2 separate regions of the Zea mays genome follow, and region 2 is linked to region 1. A link is a contact called in public Hi-C data. All regions are on one chromosome and are shown on one strand. The core of a region is the stretch at or near the end of the contact, and the rest is flanking DNA. Distances in the headings are between cores, read along the strand shown.

Region 1 (6,813 bases), core at 2,901-5,400:
GTTGTGCCCCTATTCAGCCAGGACCCCCTCTTCCTACACTTGGTTCTTCTTCCTCTCCGCTCCGGCCGATCACCTTGGTTTTCACGTCGCCGGTCATTGGCTCCGTCAGCTCTCAGCCGCCAGTACCACCTGCTCCTGCTGTTTCCACTGCCGCTGTGGCGGTGTCTGTGACTTCTTCGGCTCCGGCAGCTCCTGCAACGCAGCTTCCATATGAGTCAGTACCAGCTCCAGCTTCTACAGCAGATCCTGGATCCGAGACTGACTCTGACCCACAGCTGGTGTTCGCTCTACTGCCACGACCGCGACAGGATGCGCCCCTGCCACCTCCTCCCTCTTCTGATGTGTAGGTTCGGGTTCCCTTTTGGTGTTTGACGCCAAAGGGGGAGAGATATGAGTTGTGAGAGCTAGGGGGAGTTTGGGAGTTAGTAGAGAGTCATTTTGATGTAATGTATGTGCTTGTTACTCTCTGTACTAACTTCACTTTTGTATGATGCTTTTGGCTCACAAACTCTGTTATATACTCTCGATGCTTATGTTGACTGTGTGTGTATTACGTTTTCACCTTATATGTTATCACCAGTCTTCTAGTTCTTGTTCATCGATTTGATTTCACTTTTGTATATGAACAAGAAACTTACAATGTGTATGCGCTCATTCATATTATTATGTTACACACTTTTCCTGTCAAAGATTACTGAAGTACAACTAATCATCTTCTCTATTGACAGAAATTTCAAAACAAACTACTCTCACAAAACTTGTAGGATTGTCATCAATCACCAAAAAGGGGGAGATTGAAAGCATCTAGGCCCCTGGTTGGTTTTAGTGATTAATGACAACGTAATGTTATATGTGACTAACGTGTGTTTTGCAGAGACAAATGGTAAGTTAGGTCGCATTACAGGTAGAAGTACTACAACGTGAAAACAATCCCAGAGATAAGAACTCGAAGCGACGACTAAAACGACGAAACAAAAGGTGAAGGACTACATAGTCCGAGTGTCAAGGAGTTGTGGACACTCGTGATTTAGTTAGGTCTTTTATTCTGTTTTAGCCGTACTATAAAGAGGGGTTGTCGATGAGTAGTTTGACCAAGAGAGTTCTAGTGTAGTGTTGTTGCATATTCACACTCACATATAGTGCTAGGTGACACTCTAGAACATACACTCAAGTTAGAACGAAAATCAATTTGAAAAACAGCACAAAACAGAAAGTAGGGTTTCTGGCCTTGGGGCACCGGACTGTCCGGTGTGCACCAGACTATCCGGTGCACCCTCTGCCAGGTGGGGCCAGGCTGGCCCAGGGGAAGGGTTTCCCCACGCAGAAACCCGAGAGCGCAAGGTTCCTGAGTGTAATTTTAGTGGCACACCGGACAGCGCACCGGATAGTGCACCGAACAGTGCACCGGATAGTGACTATTCACTGTCCGGTGTGCCATCTGCCCAATGGCTAGCTGTCAGAACTAGCCGTTGGAGTCGACCGTTGGCGCACCGGTAGCGCACCGTTGGTGCACCGGTGGCGCACCGGACTGTCCGGTGCGCCCATGCGCAGAACTTTGGTGGTAACGGCTAGTTGGTGGGTGAGGGCTATTTATACCCCCTCCACCCACCATATTCAATGTCTTGCTGCCCACATTAATTCCAGCACATTGGTAGAGCATTGCAAGCACCAAAAGCCTAGTGAGGAGATTAGAGAATCTTAATCCCGTATTTGTTCCTCATTAGCGCTAGCGAGAGCCACCTAGAGCACACACCACTTGCATTAGGCTTCTCTTAGTCAAGTGAAAGTCTACGACTTGTTACTCTTGGTGATCGGCATCACCTAGACGACTTGGTGGTGTTGGGAGCTCGGTGATCACCGTGGAGATCTTGTTGGTGACCCGACTCAAGTTTGTAAGCGGTCGTGAGGGATCCACCGCGCCGGAGTGGCAAAGGATCATCTCGTAGTGAGCACTTGGGTGCTATTTGGTTCATATGTTTGTAATGTAATAGGTAACAAATAACGTTAAATCATGTTTGTTTAAGTTCAACCGTAATCGGATACTACACTAGGAATTAATACCAGCCTATTCAAACTTGTTACCAACGGTAATCGAATGTAAACCATTACCGTTACTATTTACGTTACATTTTGGGAACCAAACGGCACCTTGGTTCTTGCGAGAACCAAGGGGGAGCGATACCCTTGCGCGGGTGCTCCAACGAGGACTAGTTGAGAGTGCCGACTCTTCGATACCTCAGGAAAAATTGGAGGAGTCTTCTAAACCTTGCTTTACATTCCACACTTTAATTCAAGCATTTTACATTGTGTATTTGTTTAGCAAGTATTTGAAGTATTGTCTTAGCATCGTTGCATTTCTAACATTATTATCTTAGTGCTAGTTGTTGGGGTGAAGTTGGGCTCTTGCTTAGCTCTTGCTTAGGTTTTAATTAGTGTTGATTTTTAGAAAAGTCCAATTCACCCCCCCTCTTGGGCATCGTGATCCTTTCATGAGCTACATGTGAAAATCACTCTAAATATCTAAGTTTCAACATAATCAGTACTTTACTTTATCATTTTCATGCGAGGACTTGGGTTATCTTTGTATAGAATGTTTATTAGTTTTTGTAACTTATTTGCAATTTTTGAGTGAAACTAGAATATTTTATGAATTTAATTGCATTTTTATGATTTTCTACAGAATAATAATAATAATACACAAACAACCTCATAAATACATGAATTTTTACGGATACACAACATATATCAACATATAGTCCTAAAAAACATTTGGACTATAAAATCCATAAGATGTTAGTGTTTCTTTCATTCCACTTCAACTTATTGCGCGAGTTACACGTGAAATCACTATATGTATCGAAGTTTTAACATAATCAATACTTCACTTATCATTTTCATGTGGGGACTTAAGGTTATCTCAAATAGAATGTTTATTAGTTTTGGTATCTTTTTTTGCAATTTTGGGTCAAAACTAGTGTATTTTATGAATTTAATTATATTTTTGATGATTTTATGTAGAAAGAAATTAATAATGCATAAATAGCCCCAGAAATTCATGAAATTACACGTAAGTACAACATATGACCACATATAGTTATAAAAATAATGGGACCATAAAATTCACAAGATTTCAATGTTCCTTCTATTTTATTTCCACTATTGCGTGAGTTACACGTGAAATCACTCTAACTATCCTAGTTTTAATATAATCAATATTTCTCTTTACCATTTTTATGTAGAAACTTGATGTTATCTTCTTATAAACTTGATGTCATCTTTTTATAAAACTTGATGTTATCCAAAATCTTCACCTTTCTTTGACTCTACGTCGTCTAGAGGCGTCTTGGGTGGCCTGTCGATCACAAGACAAACCTATGATCTCTTCTCTCGGGAAGTGAGATCCAGATGCCGTTGGTGAACTTTGCCATCCATATGCACACATGGACCGTCCATCAACTAGCCGCAGAGCATCTGGCTTGATCTGCTGGCTTGATGTAGGGAACTCCGCTCTTGCCGTAGGTCGTGGACCATCCGACCCTCGGCTGTGGACCGTCTACGACGTCGTAGAGAGCACCGCCGTCGGTACACAATGATAGGCGTCTAGATCGGCGCTGTCAAGTTGTTATGACCCTGCCGTCGGTGAGCATCACCGGGATGGGAGCTAGAATCGCCGTCGCCGTTGAGGACAACCCGCGAGTTTGGTGGTAATTTCAAATTCTGTTCTTTTATAACTCTCTTGTTCGTTTACAGCTTATAACTCCACCCCTTCATGGGCTAGCCTGACCTCACACACACCATACGGCCCACGGCCCACACGAAAAAACAACTTGACACTCACACCGCTCTGCCCGACAACGCCTTCGCCACGCCTTCGCCAGCAGCAGCTTCAGATCTTGCCTTCGCCTTGTTTAGTGCCCAGGTTCTCTTCAGGTGTTACAGGAGAACATCAGCTACAATAATAAAGAGGTAAGGAGAGATGAGGTCTCCTTGTCTGAGGCCTAACTGTGTGACATGTCTGCAGATGCTCCCAACATGGCAATGCATGACTCTTGAAGAGGACCATGCATATTTGCTATTTTTAGCCACTGACTGCTGTGTGTTTGGGACTTGGCTATCAGCAGCCTCACGATGACCTCTCCCCCCTCCTCCTTTCTTGCTCGAGCCTCTCTCTATTCTTTCGCATGGTAATTGTTATGCCAAGAAAAGATTAATGCCGCTAGATTGGATCTTGGACAAGGTGAAGGAGGAGGAGGAAGAGACAGGAAAGGATGCTGCAGCGGGCAGCGAGCAATGCATATTCATGGTGGTGGGCAAGCCACATCCGCACCAAACAGTCAAAATGGCTCGACAACCACCTCCAAGGTATTTGTTTCATCTTGTTTGATCAACCTTGTTGCATGATGATTTTCATTTCACAGTAAATTAGTAATGCATCTGTCTGCCCTTCATTCCTTACCTGTCCTTGTGCGACAAGTCTGACAGCAGATTTTAGAATATCATCAGAGCCAGATACGAATGAATATTCTAAAGGAATTTATCAGCACTTGTGTTTAGAAAATAATTATATATATATACATATATATATATATATATATATATATATATATATATATGTTTTTGCACCTAACAAAACAACTAATCTTGGTACTTATTTGCAGATATGGAACACAGGGTCAAGTGCATGCTCTTGCTCCTTGGGGAGGAGGCCGATTCCTTCTCAAAGAGGGCAGAGATGTACTACAAGAGGCGACCTGAGGTGATCACTCAGGTGGAAGAGGTATACCGGGCATACAAGGCTCTGGCTGACCGGTATGACATCATGTCAGGGGAGCTACACAAAGCAAATCACACCATTGCCACAGCCTTTCCTGACCAGGTCCAGTATGCAATGCTGGAAGAGGAGGATGATAACATCCCAAAGGCGTTCACCCCAGTCGACCCACGCAAAATCCACAAGTCAACTGTTGATGGATTGATGATGAAGAAGAAGAAGAAAGGAGAGCATCCTGGGTCCATGGTTGGAGGAGCAACCTCAGCTCCAGTCAACAAGGAGAATGCACGGGAAGAGATCAGCAGGCTACAGAAAGCTATATTGGCCATGCAGACTGAGAAAGAGTTTATCAAAAGCTCCTATGAGAGCGGCATTGCAAAGTACTGGGATCTCGAGAAGGAAATCCATGACATGCAGGAGCAAGTTTGTCACTTCCAAGATAAGTTTGATGAAAGCGCGGTGATTGAAGATGATGAAGCCAGAGCCTTGATGACAGCGACTGCCCTCAAGTCCTGCGAAGACACCATTGTCAAACTGCAAGAACAGCGGAAGGCATCTGCGGAGCAGGCAGTGGGAGAATCGGAAAGAGTCAAGGTTTTCAGAGAGAAGCTCAAGGCTATAATGAACAAACACGGCAAATCTCTACCGGTCTCTCTGGACCTTTCAGAGAAGAACACCACTCGGAAGAGCCATGGCGCAGGAATGGAGAATGTGTGCTATGTCAAACAATGTGCAATAGACGCGGAGTCTATCATTGACAAGATCAAGGAACACTTCGAGTCTGACTGCAACATCTCCATGGCAGAAGTTACAGAGAGGATCGATGAAATTGTCAACATGGTCGTTGACTTGGACCTCATGGTTTCAGCACAAACCTCCCAGATCGATCGACTTCGCCAGGAAAACAATGAGCTGGAGGATTCCCTGCAAGGCCTGGAGGACGAGAATACTACCGAGCTGCCCAGCACTGGATCAAATGAATTGATCGAGAAGCTTAGGCAAGCAGAAGAGGAGCTTGTCAGGGCTCAGGCTCTCGAAAGCTCCTTCCACAAAGATGAAAGCACAATCCGTTCCAACTTCTTAGAAGCAATAAGCAGACTCCATGAGATATCAGAGCTGTTGCTATCGCCGGTCTGTGATTCCGCATCTGCCGCACGCACGTCCCAAGAAATTGAGTCTTTAGGGCCGTCGTCATCAAATGAGTGCTGTGACATGGAGAAGGTGGTGGATGATCCTAACGATGCACTTGTGGCAGACAGCGATGAGTCGTCGTCAGGTAGCACTAAGCTTATTAGTGAGCAACAGTTAGACGTCGGCCAGCAGGACAGAATTTCACGTGAGAGGGGTTCATTGGTACGGCTTCGTCACATTTCTTCAGGTAACCTTGGTGGAGGTTGCGATGGACAGGAAGGCCTGTCGTCTTCTGCCGTGACTGACATGATGAAGCTGCAGGAGAGGCTCACAGATAGTCTAGACGATAAGGAGAAGGTCCTCTTAGGTGAGTACACTTCACTCCTTGAGGACTACAAGGACGCCAAGAGGAAGCTTGTAGAGATGGAGAAAAAGAACCAGGACTGCCTGAATGAGATCCGGACACTGCGTGAAGGAATCATCAAAAGCAGCTCTGCAGCAGCAGGGGAAGGAGGCAGCGAGGGTTCGTGCAAGAGGAGCTTCTCTCGCCGGGGTCACAGGAGGACCCCAAGCTACTCGTCTATCCATCAGAGGAGACCAAGCGTTTCTTCCATTTCAAGGCTGATAAGGATGGGCTCGGCCATCCAAGAAGGTGCAGCAGGGAGCGGCAAGCAAAGTGACCTACTGGACGACCTGAGGCTGCCGGCTATCGCGGAGGCAGAGAATGCCTCGCCTCTGGAAGAGAAGTTCAGAAGGGACATCGACACGCTCTTGGATGAGAATCTCGAGTTCTGGATGAAGTTCAGCTCGTCGCTGCAGCGGGTGCAGGAGTTCCAGAACAAGCACGACGGCCTGCAGCGGAAGCTGCAGCTGATAAACGACCAAGACGGCAAGCAGGACGGGTCCACGGA
Region 2 (6,813 bases), core at 3,184-5,683, 240 kb before region 1:
ACTTATGGGTGAGGGAAATTCTGATGACACAAACTGGTCAAGGTAAATGCTTTTATATATAAAATGCCATAGTCCACCTGGTCCTCCAATTGCCATTTCAGAAGACAAAGATTGTGAACTAATGTCTTGAGAGGACTCTGGAGGGTGTGATGCAGATTGAGAAGACGGGTTGGTTGGGAGATCCTCAACACGCAATGCATTCTCATGTAAAGATCTTTGGACTTCGATGAGGACATTTGACTTTAAAAGAGCATTTTGAATGTGGGCCCTAGACATTGTTCACAAAAGAATAAGTTATGTCAGTTTATTTTTGGTGGCACACATTCAGACACCTCGTGACATCCAAACCATGCTTAGTCATTTATTAGCTAGCTCACCTGGAATCTTTGAGATCATAAAAAGCATCTGATCGTGTAGTAAGCAAAGTCACATATGTATGTTCCTGTCAAGAAGAGACCCACATTTAAGCTGCAATGCTTTTAGCTTCTATACCAGTTATTATGTAAGAAAAGAGAGATTGTGCATATGAATGGCTGAGGTCAAATTCCTAGTTACTCCTACATTTTTGTCCAATGTCATGTTCATTAAACAAGGGGGAGAATCATCTCAGTGTGCTCTTATCTGTGGTCCACTGCTTGTTCAGATCCTCAACACATTGATTTAGTTATCTACCCTAGTCCCTGTATTTTTTTTTTCAAAGCCTCGTCTCCTCACTGCCAATACCACACTCAATTTCCCTCGAACACCAGTAAAAACACGAACATTTAGAACCAGACCCAACGTGTCATTGGCTAGCTTTGTTGGTGGTATAGATGAAGAGTGACCCTGAAATGGACGTATTGATGAAAATCCCCTAATCTGTCACCAGTCAGTATTGACAATTTCTAAACTAGAGTTCAGCAAGAACAATAAAGGTCGTGGTAGCATGGGACTATGAAATGCAAAATGTCTCTGCACAAGCTCGAGATGACACCCAAGTAGTCTGAGATAAAAAAAACTATGTTGTCCTCATTTTATTAATGACAAACATAAACCCCTAATGTACCTATTCTTGTAAGCAATGTATCTCGTGCTGATAAGAATGGTAAACCAATACAGTTATTCACATGTATAGATTTCACTCACGTCAAAAAAATGAACATAAGCATGCAAGTAGGCCATAGGATTGTATCTTGGCAAACATATGGGTACAAAAGACTCTGAAGTTCTGCATAAAAAACAAACTGTAAGAACATTATTCAAGGTTCAAATCCTTCATTTCAGAGTATGTCATGATTACCTAAAAGATCCAGAGGACAGAATGAAATTCGCAAGTAATAAAATATCATCAGGATGCAAAGTTGCCTTTTGTGCTCCAACAAGACTAATAACCTGGAAATAATCAAGAACGATATAAAAGAAACATAAAAAGAACAGAACTAGAGAAATGAAAAAGGAAACATCCCTAAAGATAGTAACTAGCGGTAGTAAGAGCAAGAGCATAATCCTCATCCATTCACCTCGCACAAGTTATTAATTTGAGTTGAGATATTAGAGATATCAGATACCATTGTATTTCTACACAAGTAGCGACCTTACACTGAAGTTCACAGAACTTTAGCACAGGTACATCTAAAGGACAAATCTGCATGGATAACTGAAAGAAAATAAGTGCACAGATGTATGCACCTCTAGAAGGTGTGTGCGGAACTCAAAAGTGTGTTCACAGATAACTAGAAACACAGTTTCACAGTACAAAATGGAAACACACCTACGTATGAACCTGTTGAAGGTGCAAGTGGAACATAAAGTGTTGATAAATAACTATCATAAGGTGTTACCAGAAAAGGACTTAACTCCCTTATCATCCTGGGTAGGGCTGGAAACGAGCCGAGCCGAGCCAGGCTCGGCTCGGTAGAATAGCGAGCCGAGCCAGGCTCGGCTCGGTCACTTAGCGAGCTCGATAATGAGGCTCGGCTCGGCTCGATATAGGCTCGCGAGCCGGCTCGGCTCGGCTCGGCTCGCGAGCCTGTACACTCAAATACTCAACAACAGTAATTATAGTCATTAGCTCAAATTTGAAGCACAATATGTTCCATATAATAAAAAATTATGTCCCTGCACTCTAGTTCCTTGTGAATTGTGACCAAAATAGCACACTTACACACTGGTCAACGGAGATACGAGTAAGCAGTAGTTTGGACCGAGCCTCGAGCCGGCTCGCGAGCCTCACCGAGCCGGCTCGGCTCGGCTCGTTAGTGTAGCGAGCCGCAGAATTAGGCTCGGCTCGGGCTCGTTTAGGCTCGCGAGTCTCACCGAGCCGAGCCGAGCCTGATCGAGCCCGAGCCGGCTCGCGAGCCTCGAGCTTTTTTTCCAGCCCTAATCCTGGGTGCTTGGACTATTTGGATCCATCGGAACAAATGTGTCTTCGATAGATTGTCTCCATGCCTCACCTATATCCTTACTTTGGCAGATGAGGAGAGAAGTCGTTGGGAAGCAGCTGGGGCGAAGGGCATATGTTCTCTGGCTGCCTCTGCAGCTGCTCCCTAGGGTGGTGTGTTGTTTTTTCTTTCACATGATGAATTCTTTTTTGTATGCTATTTTCTGGCCCCCGTGAGGAGGCCTGCTGATGTATGGTCTACTTTAGACCTCTTTATTCTATCTTCTTAATTTATAAAGGGGTGCAGTTCTCCTGCGCGTTTTCGAGAAAAAAGATAAATAACTATTATGGAAACTTGCTTTACACTACATATCAACGAAGTGTCAGGATTTGATAACAAATGAACGTTAACACTTAATTTGTGGTTATCAAGCCGTATATAATTAGTATCAAAGTGCAAGCTGTCATGGAGTTGGACAGACCTTGTGCTCACACATCAATAACGCAAATAGAACCCCTGAATCAGCGATGTCCTGCAAAACTGCACTAGCTGCCTGCCTTGTTGATTGAGCAAGAGGAAGACATGTGTAGGCATGAAGAAAAGTAGCCGGATTCCTGTACATTTGTTTCAATGAAACTCCCAGAGAGCGCTACATGTTCAAACACTTATGTGGCATAAAATGAGTCCCAAGCGAAGGAAAAAAAATTGACTGACCAGCTGAATGCATGTATAAGAGATAGGAAAACTGCATCAGTGCCACCAAGCAATGTTGCCATATCGAATCTGGGGTTCTTCTCAAAGCACTTATTGACTGACTTTGTCAAAATAAGCAACAACTGCAAAGTCATATTTTCAGAGACATGTCAGTACAAGGATGGCGAAGGCATGTCTGCATAAACTTAGCCAGGCTAGAAGTCCACAAATAAAGAAATAATAGTATCAACAGATGAATGCAGCAGCGGAAGCACCTGACCATACATGAGCTCTAGTTGCCCCCTCAGTCCTTCATATGACTCTTCTGTGCAGCTTATACAAACTAAATATATTGGCCCCTTCACAAGGAAAACTATCTGAAAGAAAGCATTAAAGAACTTAGTAGCATGCAGCATTAATTATTCATCTCGAAGGAATAAAGCATGTCTTGCAATCTAAAATAAGATTTAATACGACAGTATACATGACAAGGAAGGCAAGCGGACCTGATGTTTGCCAGCTCTCACAAATTTGATATGGTCGCCACTGGAATGAGAGGACGTAAGGTGAGGCAGAGTTAAAGAACGGCAGACAAGTAAAATTATTGCTATAACAAACGCAAGGCCATATACATACCTGTTCTCGACAAAGGAAATGATTGCTTGCAGCGTAGCAGAAAATCCGGCTAGCTTGTGCTCATCCCCATACCTGAAAGTTGCAAAGGTGGTAGCGGTGTCATGGTTTCATAGTACATGCAACGTCCCTGTGAGGGAATTCCTGATCCTCTATACCTGGAATATATTGGCTTGCCAGAATTGCTCAGAATGAAGAAATGTTTTTTCCTCTTCCTCCACGAAGAGGAAGCATCGTCCTGAAACATGAGAGCGGCAGGTCCACGGCCGCTTGAGGCGAAGCCCAAGTGGGTGATGGGGATTGACGGAGGTCTGTAACGAGCTCACCTCGTGGGGATGCTTCTTGCCGCGCGCCCAATCCTGGTCGGGGTCGGGGTCGGGGTCGGCGTCGTCATCAAGGCTGCTTCCGCGCTCGCCAGCGTATCCGCTGCTTCTGGGGCTGGGCTGGGAGACATCGTCCCCATCCTTGTCATCGTCGTGGAGTCCCTCGGGCGCCTCCTTCCACGCGGAGGTGCTGCTCCCGCCTCTGGACGCGGAGGTGAGGTAGCCCTCGTCGTCGTCGAGGATCTCGGCGGTGTGGAAGTCCGGGGGAAGGTCCCTGGTGCCACAAAGGGAGAGGGCGGCGAGTCTGGCCGCGGATTCGGCTGGGAGCGACGGGGCATCGTTGGGGTTAGGGTTGGGCGGGTCCATGGCTGGCCAGGCTTCTCCAGTCCTCCCCTCCCCCGGGAAAGAACGAGTCGTTTTGTTTTGGGGAAAATGGGATCAGACAGATGCCAGATAGATCCCGCATCCGCCCCCTGTTTGTTTGATTTGTTGTTGGCGACGGTGTTGCACTCTGCCACTCTGAGCCCAGGCCCACACAACCATTCAGGCTCACTGGCCTTTCTATCTGTTTCGAGCTGCTTCACCGCTTAACTTGTACTATATTATATTTTATATATAGATGGGGCAGTTAAGCAAGAGGTTACACAGCAATCAACCAAAAAGAAAAGGTACACATGACTGAAAATGTAGTTTAATTTTCTGCAAATAACAATCACAAGAGGTTACAATGATGCTGACTACCACAAAACCATCTCCTAGCATCATCATGCTTGCTTAGACTAGACAGTTACTGGCGAAACAATAGTGCGCGCTTCCTCCTCCCACCACTGCTCTGATTACAATTACAATTCCAGTTCCAAACTACACCCAAACCCAGCATCAGCAAGACCAAATTCTAAAGGCTACCACAAAAGAAAAAATAAGCTAACAAAAACTACACCGAACAGGGTAACACCCTTCCCAGCCTCGTGATCACCAAACACACACTGAAAAAAGAATTAGCGATTACCAAAAAGGAAAGAAAAAAAAAGGAATGGCCACAGGGCATCTGGTCAGTGAAGCAGAGCTGATTAGCTTAGCTCCACGGGCGGGCTAATGTACACCATCTACAACCAGAGCCGCTATATTAGTCTACGCTGGCGAAACCCTTTGCTAAAATGAGGCTGCATCAGCTTCACATACAAACCATTCAACTGCACCAGCGAATCATGACTTCCCTGCTCGACGATCCTACCACCATTTAGCACAACGATGCTATCCACATGCTTCATCATCGCTGCCCTGTGTGCGATCAGAATCGTTGTTTTGTTTCCCATGATCAATGTGTCAAGGGCTTCCTGGACCACCCTACTCGACTCAGATTCGATAGCGGAGCTGGCCTCGTCAAGCAGCAAAATGGGCGCATTCTTCAACACCACACGAGCAATGGCAATGCGCTGCTTCTGCCCGGGAGTCAAATCCACCCCACGCATTCCCACATGTGTATCATAACCATGAGGCAGACTACTGATGAAGTGATGGGCATTCGCGATCCTGGCAGCTTCCTTCATCTCAGATTCAGTTGCATTGTGCCTTGCATATATTATGTTCTCTCTTATGGTTGTTGAAAATATAACAGGATCCTGAGGAACCAACCCCATGTGGCTCCGCAGCCATCTCAAGTTGAACAACTTCAAATCACGCCCATCCAACAAAACTTGCCCAGCAGTTGGATCGTAGAACCTCTCGATCAAAGAAATTATTGTGCTCTTCCCGGATCCTGATACACCTACTACAGCAACAGTCTGTCCTCCACTCACTCTGAGGCTAAAATTACTCAGAACCATCATCTCAGGGCGCGTAGGGTAGCAAAATTCAACACTCCTAAATTCAATGCTCCCATACACGTTAGGTGGTTTCAGGCCGCTGGCATCATCTGGATCAATCTTGGGTACACGATCAATAATTTCAAATACTGAGGTCAGGGATTTCCGGCGTTTCAGTATATAAGGGGCAAGGCCAAATGGTTCCACCAGTGCGAAAGTCGCAAAAGAGAAGACAATGTACTCCTTGACAGCTGTTACGAGACTGAGATGTCCGTCCTTCACAGCAGCGGCTGTATACCACAACAGAAGTGCATTGCATGCGAAAAGAAGGAACTGAGAGAAGCCAAAGGCAAAACCAATGCCCATCCCATGTATAAAGCTTTTCTTGAGAATATTGCCAAGCTGCAATCTATAAAGTTCCATTATCTTGTTACCAGCACAAAAAGCCACCACAGTATAGATATTCCTCACAGCGTCTTCAAGAACCAAAGAAGCCTTCCTGTGCATCTCCTGAATTCCTCTGGAAAAGCCAGAAAGCCACATTTTCTGCAGAAGAGCAATCCAAGTGTGAGCCCAATCAAGCAGTTCGACGAGGAGGTTTACTATTTGAAGCAAGGTATTAAAATAAATGCATGTTATCAAACATTTTTCAGTTTCATAGAGCAATGTTCAAAAAGTGTGTTTAAGCGCCCGCCTAATCGCGATTAGGCGTTAAGCGATGCCTTAGCGCGGCACTTATGCCATAGGCGCTGTTTTCCGCGGTGGGCGCGCGTAGGCGACGCCTAATTTGCGTTGTGCGCGCTGAAGCGGAAAAATGCGGGTGGAAGCGGGCCTGGGCGCACGGAAAAGCGCATGAAAGTTTAAAAGAAGGGCGGGAAAAAGAAGGGTGGAAAAGGACGACGGGAAAGAAAAGACGTGCGGGAGGTGGGAGCTGCTGGCATGCTGCTGCATGTGAGAGAAGGAAACAGGGCGAGAGCTGCCGTGTGGGAGAGGAGGGAA

The links. Hi-C and Micro-C count contacts between places; a contact is called where the count stands out from the background.
Region 2: a contact with region 1 is called in a Hi-C map of tassel, with 2.8 times the contacts expected there. The contact joins the promoter of LOC100282740 here to the promoter of LOC103650681 in region 1. A contact is called at or near these places in 3 of 25 Hi-C or Micro-C datasets (ear, root tip and tassel).

What each region holds. Positions count from the first base shown.
Region 1 is chr3:145,579,734-145,586,546 of Zm-B73-REFERENCE-NAM-5.0, reverse strand. LOC103650681 (protein NETWORKED 2D) reads left to right here and starts at 4,150. Exons shown (of 2, transcript XM_008676244.3): 1 at 4,150-4,362; 2 at 4,659-6,813. The coding sequence starts at 4,269.
Region 2 is chr3:145,816,010-145,822,822 of Zm-B73-REFERENCE-NAM-5.0, reverse strand. It overlaps LOC100282740 (MON1), which reads right to left and starts at 4,433. Exons shown (of 14, transcript NM_001155646.1): 1 at 4,013-4,433; 2 at 3,845-3,924; 3 at 3,690-3,761; 4 at 3,560-3,599; 5 at 3,329-3,430; 6 at 3,075-3,196; 7 at 2,842-2,974; 8 at 1,280-1,371; 9 at 1,126-1,207; 10 at 378-442; 11 at 1-268. The coding sequence starts at 4,375. LOC103650682 (ABC transporter B family member 20) reads right to left here. Exons shown (of 11, transcript XM_020550329.2): 11 at 4,685-6,360. The coding sequence ends at 5,131.